Regions from separate parts of the Sus scrofa genome. Here region 2 is linked to region 1. Evidence: chromatin contacts called from public HiChIP or PLAC-seq data. All regions are on one chromosome and are shown on one strand. Each heading gives the region's core, a stretch centred on a gene start, on an enhancer-like site or on the middle of the called end of the contact. The rest is flanking DNA. Distances are from core to core; before and after follow the strand shown.

Region 1 (6,984 bases), core at 2,004-4,503:
GTATTTTTGGTTTTTTACGTATTTGATTTTATAGGGAGGGTGTTCAGGGAATGCTAGAGACTGAATTTCGGAGCTTTACCGTAGATGCTCTTTACTTTTAGAAGCTTGCTGTGTCTGGGTTGGCTGCCATCAGGAGGCCTGGGTCTTCAAATGGGATGAAATATAGCTGATGATAACTGGACGTGAAGTGGTTAAATACTTTAGGCTTTATGTGTGTGCTCAAACGATTGTGAGGGGGCCAGGGGTAAGCTCACGTCACTAAGCCGTGGGTCGTGTCAACCATGAACTTTATCCTGCAGTTCAGACATGGAAGACGCTCAGGTGTGAAATCACTGCTCCAATTTGTCAATTACATGGGACTTCATTTGGGGGTGGGTGGGTGTTGGTAGTTACCCCTGGAATGCTCGGATTATATTTCTTTACAGATTATATTATTTTGCATTGCATTAGCCAGAGTCTTCCGTCTTCCTGATAAATAAATATGCCAGGAGTGAACGAGGCGTGCCTGAGTGATCTGAGCTGTCACCAAGACTCGGTGATGTGACGAGGGTTTGGTCATTCATGCTGTAGTTCTCTCTCATTTATTCTGTCTCGCCAAACAATGCCTATTTGTAAACCAGAGCAGGCAGCCGACTTTCAGTATTGTATTAAAGGTTGTTCTTTTTTCCCCTTCCTTTCTCAACTGCTCTCTGATTTGCCCTACCCCTCCAAGGTCGACTCACACTGCTTTTTGCCTTTGTGAGCATTTAGTTGGTGTTGCTGCTTAAATAGCCCAGCCCTCCTGCTCCAGTGGCCAGAGTTTTAACTCTTTGGGGGATTGGGTTGAGAATGCTGCCTGCCTTCCTTAAGGAAATGGCAAAGCAGCGACAAGTTAAAAAGGGGAAATTTACAGTCATTTCTCATCCCCCAAAGAAACAAAAACAACACACTCGAGGGTTGCATGAAAAATATCGGACATTCCATCCCCTTTAGTCATTTGGCTAAATTTTTCCAAATGTTTCCAAATTCATGCTTTCTTTTTTGGTTCTTGTTTTCTACTATGAAGTCTATTCAGAAGAGAAACTTTAGATCAAAATGAATGGAATAATTGCTTTTATGCTTGAGATTTCTTTTTAACCTATTACTAGCAGGAAATAATTTTGTGTACATTATATTAAAGACACAGGATGCTGGACCAGCTAAAAAATCTGTTTTGGGGTCCTATGTAGTTGAGTGTTGTGTAGACAGGCAACATCTGGATCTTGTTACTTTCAAGCCAGTCAAAGCCATCAACTTCTGGAATATTTCTAAAGAAGTTAGATCCATTAGGCGACCTCAGCTGATAGTCGGGTAATCAGATCAGGGTGGAAGAGAATATACGATCAGCTACTTTGGCTATTGTGGCCGTTCTTATTGATTATTGTGTTGTAAAATTTCGACAGTGCTGTGAAGTTGTCGAATATTATTTTGGTGGCTCTGAAATGACAGACATTAATAACATTCCTGTGAGCTGAAGGCATGAAAACGTGTCCTGTTTTGGCACTTGGGCACTGGGGGAATGGGAGGAAGGGTCAGCGTGCAATATTTTAAAATGTGGGAACTTTCTGACAGCGTTAACACCATAAATGCTATGGTGGCTCAGTATAGCATGAAAACAACCAGATTATTTTAGTACCACTTTTTGTTCCTTTCATACTTATATCTCAAGATAGAACCTGTCATAATTTTGAAGTAAATGCACGCTGCTTATTATTTATTTGGTAAGCCTAGATGGAATTCATAAAATCCACTGGTCTTTTAGCCTTGGCTTGCACTTATAATCCAATTTAAAAATCACTGCTATTTTAAATGATTCTGTTATAGAAAAGACATTTATGGTTGACAACAAAAATCGTATTCTGGTGATACCATGTCCTAAATTAGTCTCTAAATGTAGGTGTTTTTAACTAACCACAAAAGCTGTTTGCTGACATTAGTTTTGGGTGGAAAATCTTCACAGGACTTTAAAGAAGTAAAATGTTTATTATTGTATTTGTTCAGAAAGTGCCAAAATACTGACCCTTCTTGTTCTGCCAAAACATGTATTTTAGATGCAGCTGCTCTTACGATAAAACAAAATAAAAATGGATTTTTAAATACATGTAAATGTCTTCCATTTTCTCAAATGCATTTAAAGTTTAAAAAAAAAAAACCGCGTCTCCCTTCCCTGTCTTCTCTTTCTCTTATTACCCATCACATTAGAAGCAATCTCTTTGTTGCTTAAAGAGAAAAAAAATGGAAATAAGATATTTATGCTTTTGTTTCTTTGAAAATGTTATATTAGAAAAGTTATGTGTAAGTCAAATACAAGGAAAACCTATAGTTGACTTGTGGCAATACCTTGTAGTAATATGGGTATAATCTGCTTTCTCTTCCAGACCTCATATTAAAAGTTGTCACTTCTCAGTTTTCTTTTTGGCCTTTTTTTTTTTTTTTTCCTATTAAAAGAAGCAATTTTAAAAGGAACATTACTTTTGGTTAGGAGTAATGAAGAAATCTTGGTGACAAGTCAGAATATTTAAAGAGGAGACATAACTGGATTCAAAAAGAGTTTCATCAAAATGAATTTGCTGTTGGCAGGCCACTCTGAATAATCACCAAGTTTTAGAGAAAGGAGAGCTGAAAGTAGTTTATTGGCTTAATGATCACATACATGATGATGTTTGATTGAGTTGTAACCTAATATTTCTCAGGAATTTTGTTACAGCCCATTCCAAACACCCAACCTGTTGCTATTGCCCTGTGAGACTCAGGGTGGATTTCTATCTGTACTGAGGCACTTTGGGGAGGTTTCTTGGCAAAACAACTTAGTTGAACTGGGAAACCTCAAAAGAGTAAAACATAGTCACAGTCTGATGAGTTGATATTTTACAGTTGAGAAATAGATACCTCTCCCCTAGGTGATCTTTGGAAAACTTTACTCATCTTTATAAAACTTAAAAATTCCCCCAAGCACACACAGCAAGCTTGCCTTTCCTTCCTTTCCAGAGCCTTACCAGTTCACTCTGTTCCCATCAGTTCAGTGCAGTTTCTTATCACATTGTTCTTTCATCCATCTCCCGCCTTCCTTCTTTGGCCATCTGCTTCCCCAGAAGACCTTGAAGAGAAGGTTTCAGACCATAGGACCCTGACTAAGTTTCTCTGGCTGGTGGTGCTCAGATTCTGTTCAGAGCCTGGTGTGAAGTTGGGGTCAGGTGGAAAGAGTCATCCATCAACGGCACACTGATTTCAGGCTGAATTTCCAACCATCTGCAGCTGGACGGCCGCCCGGCTGTGAAAGTCTAGCTGGGCCCAGTTGTGCCATGGAAAGAGCAGACCCTTGAAAACACCAGGCCTGAGCAGTTGCCAAAGGAAGAAGGAGGCTCCTGAGGGGGTAAAGGATATTCTTAAAGATGTGAACGTACAGATCCTCCAAAAGCAAAACCAAACAACCCTTAACACATTTCTTGCAGATGAAAATGTAGAAAATTTTGCTGAGGGAGGGAGTGAGTTTAGAATTTCCTTAGTACTTCCTGCCTCAGATTTGCATTGATAGTCAGAGTTGGTAACTTGCCAGTTTGAAAACAGCCTTGAAAACTCCCAAGTACTCTTTTCCTTTGAAAGCCTGAAACATACAGAACTGGTTTTCTCAAAATCTTCCAGCAATAGTATTTTTAGCTACAACTCCAAATATTTCTTACACTTTGGAGGTGGGGTGGGGGGCGGAGGCAATGGTAGCATGAAACTATGATAAATCTTGTCTCATTTTAGAATGTATACTATTTTAATTGGTTTGAAATGAGAGAAATACAGAAAGAGGTTACTCTCCCTCTTCAGCTGCTGTTTTCTCTCTTTACTCCTTCAAATCTTTGTTATCATTGGCCTTTTCTTTTCTATAATGTAGTCACTGTTTTCACAACACTAAATCTAGTGCCTACTTAAAAGGAGTAGATACGTAAAAATATCATGTTTTTTTCTCCCCAATAATTCCAAACTTAAAGGAAACACCATGCATATTTCTCTTAACAGTATCTTTCCAACACATTTTCCTTTCACTTTCTCTCCATTTGGAAAAAGAAGAACAGAATTATAACTCAAAACTGTTTCCATCAAATAATAAAAAGCATTTCGGGTTGGACGTGGGGGCCATTGGAAGGGACAGAGGCCAAAGAAGAGGAGGGCGAATGCAAGTCATTTCAGGTCTTTCTGGCTCCAGGAATTCTGGAAAGCTTTGTTTTTGCACTACTATGATTCACACAATCCTCTTTGACGTTATCAGTCTTTTTGGCAGAAGAGGGCTCAGTCACAATTATGCCCATGCCAAATTCTAAGAAAATCGGGCTTTTCCTTTAAAAGAAAATCTTTTTAGTGTTGGACTTCTTATTCAGAGTAAATGGTTGATGTTTATCCAAAATTGGCTTCGAGTACTACATTAAAATTGTGTTTTGTAACAGTCTCCTAAGCCACAGCTGTATGTGATTAAATAGTGTAATATCAAAAGCATGTGAGTAGACATTTTTATGCTATAGCTGTTCACAGTAAGAGTACAGATGGAGCTGACAGGAGACCAAGAGCAAAAAGGTACTCGTGTGTTAGGAGACGTGTATTGAGGGTCTGTGTTGCTGGTTTTTTTTTTTTTTTTTTTGTACTAGTGGGAAAAATGCTGAACTATTTTGGATGTGATTAAAAAATATGCTCTTTGAAAATGGAAACAGAAACAAAATGCCAATTTTTATTTTAAATATGGAGTGCCATTTAATTGCAAAACACATAGTTCCTGAATGAATCTGGAAGCAATGCAAATGGAAAGATTAAGTTTGTTCCCAGGAAGCACACATTCAGAAAGCAAAAGTGAAGTTTGCTTTTCTGTTTGGAAATTATAAATGCTTTTCTCCTCTGGTGTGTGTGTGTGTGTTTGGGGGGAGGAGAGTTTTTGTTTTGTTTTGTTTTTTGCTATATTAATCTGTGGAACTATTATTACAAGAAGATTATAGGTCATTTGCCTCTAAACAAAAGAGTGATAGATAATTAGGATCCGTAACTTAGAGCAAAACAGGTGGTAGCATGATTCTTTGTTAGGATATTTGAAAATATGGTATTCAGTTTGCTATGAATACTGACCTTTTATTGCCATTGTTAAAAGTTACATAGTCACACAAGGAGACACAACTTTAGATTCTATTTCTTTAGCAGAGATTTTACAAAAGAGAAACTTTAGCTACAATGTTTTTGAAAGCCTGTTTGTTCATGAAAACTATAATCTCTAGCCTTCTAGAGATTATCAGTCTATAGGATTACTAATACTAATAAAAGATGTAAAAGATATGTTAGTAAGTAATTGTTTGGGGGGCTAGAAAAAGCTTATAGAAGCAGCTATTGATGTTCAGATTTCAAACATTCAAAAGCACTTTTAAAAAGGAAAAGAAGAGGGGTGGACCGAGGTAAATTGGGTTCTGATTGCTTTTGTTTTTAATTTTTCTTTTTCAAGTTGACATTCGCAAAGAATTTGTTCATGTGAATTTGTGTGTGTGTGTGTATGTGTGTGTGTGTGTGTGTGTGTGTGTAGATTTATTGGTCAGGAAATATATACCATGTGGAATCAGATATCTGAGTAAAGCCTTGCTGTTCAGAGCATCAACCTCTAATAGACATTAAATTTCAAGAGGATGGATAATATATGATAAGACATTCATTCTGCTTTTTTGTGGAACTCTGATTTGTATGTCAATGAACCGGTTTCTAGGACCGGTTCCCTAAGATGCCCTTCCAGGCCTAGCATTTCTGACTCTCTTGTTGAGATAGATGAGGCTGCTTTGATTTTTAGGGCTATTTGGGAAATGAACTGGGTTTTGTGCCATTGATGAGTTTTTGTTCAGGTCCTCCATACTTTCTCCAGAGCAGTTCAAACGCTGCTTTGCTGACTCTGGAGACTTGGCAAATGTAACTGTCTGCATCTTTTGCTGCATCTAAATCTAGCACACCCAGAGAAGTACCTCTGTCACCCAGGAGTGGGTGGAGAGCAGTTCCCAGGGGTGGGACCAATCCACAGGCACTACTGAATCATTATCATTGTTGGCTTTGTTGTGGTTTGAGTTTTCTCCTTTGAGTGCATAAAATTAGATCTGATCCAAAGACTTGCTCTCTCTAGGTGCATAAAAGTGGACTGGTTATGCATATGTTTGGCTAAACCAGTTGAGGTAATGAAAAAAGTAGGATTGTCTCATTAAGATCCTGACAGCTCTAGTTTCATGAATGAATCTTGGAACTACATGTGAAAATAACAAGCGATCAGTGAAATGCTATTTTGACTGGAGTTTGCAAAACGTTCCAGTCTCTAAATTTCTGAATAGTAGCCTTAAAAGCATAGGGGGAAATATTGTAGTAACCCGAGTGCATGGTACTGAAGGAGAAAAATAATCACTTCTCCAAGATACACTTAATAAAACATTATCTTTTCCTCTTTTTCTTGCTAGATACCCTTTCTTGGTCCCCTTGAAGCCTCTGTTAGCTGAATTAATGAAAGTAAATAGAACCTTGAATTTTGTTTTTATGGATTACTAACACATGGCAAAAATGAACTAGACTACATATACAGTCAGATCAACCCTGATAATGTCCTTCCCTGTTGTGTGAAAAATGTGGTATAATAGAAGAAAAATTAATCTCATGATATTCTAAATATTGGTAGTAATCATTTCAGGAACTGATTTTTAACTTGTTCTAGAACTAGCTTTCCTGTCATTGTACTGTAGTGTTAAGAAATTGGCAAGTATTGCACTCAGTATGCCAGATGCAGATGACCTTTTGGTTAACTCATCCTTAACTGGTAGTTTTCAAGCTGACTATGGATCATGTATAGAATTTAATGAGGATTTTTGAGAAGTCTTCCTATTTTTATCCTGGGTATCACTTGTCTATTTATCTTAGTCATATTTCTGATTGATGACAGTTTAATGAAAAGGAAAATGGAAAACAGGATGTGAACTA
Region 2 (7,108 bases), core at 1,578-4,077, 110 kb after region 1:
AAACCCAACTCCCAGTCTCCTAGTATTAGTCTATTCCGTTGTATGTTGGATTGGGTGTCAAGCTGTAGAGAAGAATGAGTAATAGTCAAATCGTCATGACCATTTTCTAACTCAAATGTGAAAAGCAGCAGGGGCCAGTTATCATAGGACTTCTTTCCATTGCTGTCATATTGTACTATAACTTTTTTCTAGCCACCATTGGAACTGCACTGTACCAAACTTCTAGAATTAGTTTTTATATAGACATTAAATATGTGGATGTAAGTCTGTGTGTGTGTGTCTGTGTATGTATTGTATGTTTGTTTTTGCATAAAGGCACATAGGATTTTGGGAAAACACTGAGTCATTTGTCACAGGAAATACTTAGGGTCAAATCCCTATCTGTAAAATGGGGGTAAGCCTATTCTACCTAATTTGCAGCATTATCATTAGGTGGAAATAAGTTAATTTATGTCAAAGTGCTCTGAAAAACAAGAAGGAGCTATGACATTTCCCATTATTGTTGTAACAGCTATGGACATTTAGACGCATGTTTACTTTTCATGACACATTATACTTTTATAAAATATTCTACTTTCAAATGTACATGTGCCATTATTTTCACTTTCTCAAAAATATTATTGACAGTATTTTAATGGTAAAACTTAGCTTCAGAGACAATTGGTGACTTATCTATAATCAAGTTCCTGCTAGACGATAAGATATTTTCTGTCAATGTTGAGTGTCTTTTCTGCTCCACTGTGTTTTCTACATAAATAAAGAGTTTCCATTGTGGCTGCGAATCTGACTAGGATCCATGAGGATGCAGGTTCAATCCCTGCCCTTGCTCAGTGGGTTAAGGATCCAGTGTTGCCGTGAGCTGTGGTATAGGTCACAGATGCGGCTCGGATCCCAAGTTGCTGTGGCTGTGGTGTAGGCTAGCATCTGTAACTCCGATTCTTCCCCTAGCCTGGGAATCTCCATATGCCACTGGCATGGCCCTAAAAAGACAAGAGACAAAAATAATAACAATAATAATAATAATAATAATAATGAGGCAAATAATAGGGTTACTATGGAGGAAAGCTGGAATGGGATCAAAGTGAAGAATCAATAGATGTTCATTCCAGGGAGGAAATGTGGATGAACAGAGAGATGTGTGCCTAGTTTCCTCATCCCCAGGAGTGGAAATGAGGTATAGACTGAAAAGGTAGTAACTATGCAATGGAAATTCTAACCAGCACTTTGCCTGCTCATCAGCTTCACCAGTGGGGGAGGAGTGGACACCATGCACCTGTGGATGTGATAGCCTGAAAAGGACACAATGCCACTTTGGAATGTTGCAGCTGGGAAAAAGGCCTAACCTTAATTTAATCACAAGGAATCATCAAATGCACCCAACAGAAAGAATAGTCTTAAAACAACGATCCTTCAAAACTGTTAAGGTCACAAAAGACAGAAGAAAAGACCAAAGAGATGTTCCAGGAGATACAAGAGAAGTGAAAATAAAATGTACTGTCATTGGCTCTTGTCCTGTAGGGGAAAAATATTATTAAGGCCATGTGTCAGATGATAACATTGGAGTACTGACTCTGAAGTATTTTATCAATGTTAGATTTACTATATGATAGCTAATATCGTTATTCTTAAGAAATTCACACTGAGCTTTTTAGTGGTAACAGGCCACACTTTGCCAATTTACCTTTAGATGGCTCAGAAAAACGTATTTGAGATAGATGAATAGAGAGGTTTGGTTTCAGAGAATAGCAAATTTAAGGTTAGCAGGGTAGAATGTGACAGGTGAAAATGGGAAGAATTAGTGGGATCTTGGATATTCTTTGTTCTATTCTTGCAACTTTTCTGCATTGGAAATTATTCCCAAAGAAAATATTAAGAAAATAATGAGTTTACCACCTAGGGCCGCAGTTGAGGCTTCTTGACTCATCTGATGGGGTTTATTTTCTTTACTAAATACCTAACTTATAATCAGGCAGGGACCCAGTCTCTTGGGAAAGGAAGTTGTTTGGGGCATAAAAATAGCACTATGGAGGTGTTTGATATGTTAATATTTTACTGCATTTTCATTTTTATTATTTATTATTAATGAAATGCAGTTGTCTTTGAAGCCTGCTGAGTGTTTAATAATGAAATTGTGCAAAGTTCAGTTTCAAATGTCTGCGCCCCATGTGTGTGAGGAACATGAATCCAATATGCACTTCAAACCACTTTATAAGAAGACAACAGACAGCTAACCGCTGGTGCTCTATAAATGCAAAGTTTACGCACACAGGGGTTGGGTTGACCTGGTGTGTGGTGAGTTTGCCTGTGGTATGCAAAGTGCCTGTTCACAGAGCTTTCAATACCACAAAGCTGGTCTCAGACATTGACTTACAGATTCATACTATAGCATGAGTTAGTAACACGTTTCCTATAGTCCATACTTAACTGCATTCACTTTCAAATATGGATTATATTCTTCCTTAATATCCCAGGGTTCTTTTCCTAAACTAGAGTAAATCAGTTCTCAATTTCGTGGTGTTGCTATCACAGAGACTGACCTTGGTCTTAAGTGGTTCCTGTGTTGAATGTTTGTCTACAACTATCACCATTTCTACTCAGTTTATGTAGTGATGTAACTGCTCTTGGCTAGTTTGGAAGGAGAGGGGCAGATGGGCTTTAGTCCCCAAGATAAGCCTGAGACCCAGGCCCCAAATTTCTCTCCCTCACACTGGCTGCCTCATTCCTCCACTCCCTCTAAGCTCCCAACTTCCAGCTCTTCTCTTCCAAGCTTTTTTCCAGTTCAGCCACAAGAGAGCTACTGGCAGGAGGGTAGCGTGGGTCTTGCTCCAGGGTCAGTGGCAGAATAAACAGATAAAAATGCTTCCATGATGACCAAGTGCTCCAATGTCATGAGGAAGGAAGGATGGGGGAGATGACTGCTCTGAAATCTCCTGGTGGCCTTTGGGGGATTACACAAACAGTGCTCAGTGCTATCGGTGAGAGCAGAAAGTCTTCAGTCAGACCCAAATGGACCTGAGTCTGTTTCTTCTTCACCCCCCCTTTAGCTAGGCGAGCATCGTAAGCCAGCCTCTCTGAACCCCAGAATTTTATCCACCAAATGGAGGTAATGAGAATGTGATTCAGAGGATTCTTGTGGGGCTGAAATGAGATTACACAGATATAACAACTCCTGCCATAACTGGCATGCCATTATTATTTTATTTGGCAATGTTATTTGTCTATTTTCACTTTCTGGTACATTCGCTCTCCAGTTCTCTGGACAATTTCCAGTCCCAGAGCTTTTTTTAGGGGTTAGTAGAGGAGCTTATGGACCAGTGAGGCAAATCCCTTTCCCTTCTCTTTGGGCCTTGAGACTATGGCCAGGAGATCTCAGTGGCCAGCGTTTCATCCAGTGCACTTTCTAGAACCATGCATCAGCTGTGGGAGTAAAAAAAGAATCTTTTGGCTTACAATAACCAGATCTTGGGTTGGCAAAAGCCAGAATTATTCTTGTGATTTGCAAAGTCTTCTGCATTAGAGATGAAAAGATCTTTCTCAGATCTTCCCTGCTGGCAGAATTCCAGAGAGAACACATGGCTGTTGCCCATATGACAGTTTGTGACTGGGACTTCTGCAAAGGCTGTCAGGAGGGGTTTGCAATAATTAGGGTGCTTAGTGCTTTACAGACCCCCACCTTCCAAGAATGTCATGTGCTGTGTCAAGTGACCCGAGACATGTTTACATAGCATGAATAAAAGCAGGGACTGTCGATCTCCACCAGTCGATGTTTTATGGTGTGTTGACACGCAGGAGGACACTCATAAAGGAGAGAATGTGATTTCAGCTCTTGGAGCTCAGCTTTGAAGAACAGGGTTTTGGTGTTTTTGTTACAATTTTCTGCTGTACATCTGGGAAATGTTTGTTGAGAGTGTGAATCACTTTGGAGATCTCCTCAGAAAGGCGTTTCCGTTTCCTGTGCTCCCAGGCTGCCAGTACGAGGCAGCATTTCTGGCTGAATGCCAGCCTGGGAAAGTCACTTCTTCCTGCATCAGGCCTCCTCTCCTTCAAGACCTGCTGCATTCCCTTTTCTTGTCCCCGGAAATTTGAACTTCCTTTCATAAATTACAGGGCATAATAACTTGGAACAAATAAACAGACAAAGCCCAAATCCCAAACAGCTGTGGCCCCACAATTTTACATATGTGTGTAAAATACACACACACACATTAGGTATGTGTATATACACATGTCTAAATAGATACACACATTTCTGTGCATGTTCTCATCTCGCAGCTTCGAATCAATAATTGTTTGGTAGTGAAACACTTGAATTTAAAGGTGGGCTTAGAAGCATTTGAACTGAGCATCATGATTAGGAAATAAAAGCAGTAAGTAAAAGATTTGTCAGGAGTTGTAACAGTTGAAGTTTGTTTCTCTTTTATAAAAGAAGGCTGAAAGAAGCACTCCAGGAGGGAGGAGAGGTTCAAAAGTTTCAAATGCCCATAGTACCTTGGCTTTAGCCTCATGGTCTCAAAATAGCTACAGAATATCCAGGCACCATGCCCTGATTACATCAGCTTCCTGCAGTGACCATGTTCAAGGCCTCACATAAGCCAAGAAGAGAGGAATAAAAGCCAAAGATTTGTGCCAGCAGAGTCTATTACCTTGATTAGAAAAGTAAGATTTTTTTCCTGAATACTTACTCATACTTACTCATCCAACTTCCAATTATACTGTGTTGGTCAGAAGTGCCCCAAAGCCACTCCAGATAGACGGCTGCTGGGCAGGTAAAAAGTATGATGAAGGATGTATCAACTAATCTGTTGTGTTTATCACATGTCCCAAGAGAATACTGAAGATATGTATCATATTGATATACGTATAATTATATATGGTGTAATATATTTACATATATATTTAAAGACTGGTTGGATGGGAGTTCCTATCATGGCTCAGTGGTTAACAAACCTGACTAGTATCTGTGAGGAGGCAAGTTCGATTCCTGGCCTCGCTCAGTGGGTTAAGGATATGGCATTGCTGGTAGCTGTGGTGTAGGTCGCAGACGCAGCTCGGATCCCATGTTGCTGTGGCTGTGGTGTAGGCTGGCAGCTGTAGCTCCGATTGGACCCCTGGCCTGGGAACCTTCATGTGCCATGGGTGCAGCCCTAAAAAGACAAAAAAAAAAAAAAAGCAGTAAACAAAATTACCCAAATCAGGAATTGACATCATTATAGGCTCTGCACAATTAAAAAAAAAAAAAAAAAAGACTGGTTGGATGGATGGATTATTCATCCATCTGGATGGATCCCCTTCATTATAAAGGGGAAAAGAATATGTGGGTATCCCTATATATGCACCAGGTCATTATGTTCAGTTTTCAAAGAAATAGAGCAAAGGTATAGTAAAATTTTTTTAAACTCAGAAGCTGAAAAGTTGTTGTACAAGCAGAACATCCAGCTATTGAAATAATTAAAATTTTTAAAATATCTAGTTTCCATCTCTTCCAGGGAGGAAAGCCTGATAAACCTACTAGATCAATGAAATGTTGTCTTTAATTAATTCTGAGACAGATAGTGAATTCAAGGAATATTTATTGGTTAATCTACCAAGTTCAAAACACTGTGCTCTTGCCACAGGAATTCTGACACATGCTCAACATAGGTGAACCTTGAGGATGTCATGCTAAGGGAAATAAGCCAGACACAAAAAGACAAACATAGTATGATTCCATTTATATAAGGTACCTATAGTCATCAAATTTATAGACCTCAAAAGTAGAATACTGGTTACTAGGGACTGGGAGGAAGGGGAGTGGGCTGTTATTGTATAATGGGTACAGAGTTCTAATTTGGAATGATAACAAAGCTTTGGAGGGGAATGGTGCTGATGCCTGCACAGCAATGTGAATTTGTACTTAAAATGGTTAAAAAGGCAAATTTTACGCTAGTTATAATTTAACATAAAAAGTTAAGGCAGAAAAGCAGGAAAAAAAAGGCAAAACAAAAGCAAAGTGCCTGTCATTGAGGAGCTTACAATCACATGGCAAGTGGGAGAATACGCCACTTAATTTTAGACTAGATGTAGCATAATAAATAGCCTCCAATGGAACCAATATCCAAAGGGATCAACAAGTTGAAAGATTGCATTTGGTCAAGCAAATGTAATAATCCTTCTTCGTTCCTATGGCATTTAGTAATTTGAGATGGATCTTTGTGGATGTGTTCAGGGGAAAATGTTGGGGATGATGATGAGAAATATAAGGGAGGCTATGACATTTCCAAGGGAGCATAAGCAGACTCCTTTGCCTGGAGCATGGAGTATGCACTATAAATAGAAGAGTTGTGGGCTGGAAAGCTCATTTTGGAGAAGAGGTGAATACTAACGTAAAAGGAACTGTGCGAGTCCTTGTGTAATTGGAAACCACTGAAGCTTTGTGGATAGGATATTGATGTAATCAGTATGGCTCTGAACTCAAGTAGAGAAGAAGCTGTGCAAACAGAGTGAGGGAAGGAGAGCAAGATGCAGTTACAGCTCTTGATTTTAATTGCTGGTGTTTCATGGGGTCAGGCAGTGAAATGCGGAGGTGACTCAGATTCAAGTCCAGTTGACTGGGAGTAGTCTCATTTCCCCTTACCAATAGGCATACCTGAGAAGGATGAGTTTGCTTCTATTTATTTTAGGAGCGTGACATACAAGTAATTGGAAAATAGAGTTCTGTTTTAGATTTGATATTGGGAATTATTGCCCCAAGTTCAGTGGCTTTATATATAGGAGAGAGGGAATTAAGGATAGAGGCTTTTAGATAGGCTTTCCCGGATGGCATGGAGTGGGAGAGGACAAGGAAATGGCCTGCCCAAAAGGACAGGGTTGGGCAAACACACTGTGGAAGGAAAGCAGAAGAACAGAGTGTTGGAAGCCAGAGATGAATTTCAAGAATGTTGACTGGTATAGAATGCAGCTGCTTCCAAAATCTGAGGAAGATGACAGCTGAGAAAACCCCACTGGATAGGGTGATCAATGATCTCAGAGGTCTTGTAGGGCAGGATATTCCTAGAATGAGTATAGCACAGCTCAGCTGAGAGGAGTTTGAGAGGGGGAGGGGATTGAGGAAATAGAAGAAACCCATGGG

What was found. HiChIP or PLAC-seq counts read pairs in DNA pulled down with a chosen protein or histone mark.
Region 2: an H3K27ac HiChIP or PLAC-seq map of skeletal muscle shows a contact between it and region 1. The contact joins two enhancer-like sites. A contact is called at or near these places in 7 of 47 Hi-C or Micro-C datasets (embryonic fibroblasts, psoas muscle, retroperitoneal adipose tissue and 1 more) and 1 of 2 datasets of contacts at active chromatin or transcription factors (skeletal muscle).

Annotation. Positions count from the first base shown.
Region 1 is chr13:15,712,743-15,719,726 of Sscrofa11.1, forward strand. All of the region lies in intron 4 of RBMS3 (RNA-binding motif, single-stranded-interacting protein 3), which reads left to right. Among named protein-coding and RNA genes, the nearest start is that of RBMS3, 750 kb to the left of the region's middle. Within about 2 kb of position 3,254, at least 26 of the 83 cell types and tissues checked have an H3K27ac peak or open chromatin away from gene starts, as enhancers often do. A contact at or near this core is called in retroperitoneal adipose tissue and skeletal muscle, where this site is marked.
Region 2 is chr13:15,821,449-15,828,556 of Sscrofa11.1, forward strand. All of the region lies in intron 4 of RBMS3 (RNA-binding motif, single-stranded-interacting protein 3), which reads left to right. Among named protein-coding and RNA genes, the nearest start is that of RBMS3, 860 kb to the left of the region's middle. Within about 2 kb of position 2,828, at least 25 of the 83 cell types and tissues checked have an H3K27ac peak or open chromatin away from gene starts, as enhancers often do. A contact at or near this core is called in retroperitoneal adipose tissue and skeletal muscle, where this site is marked.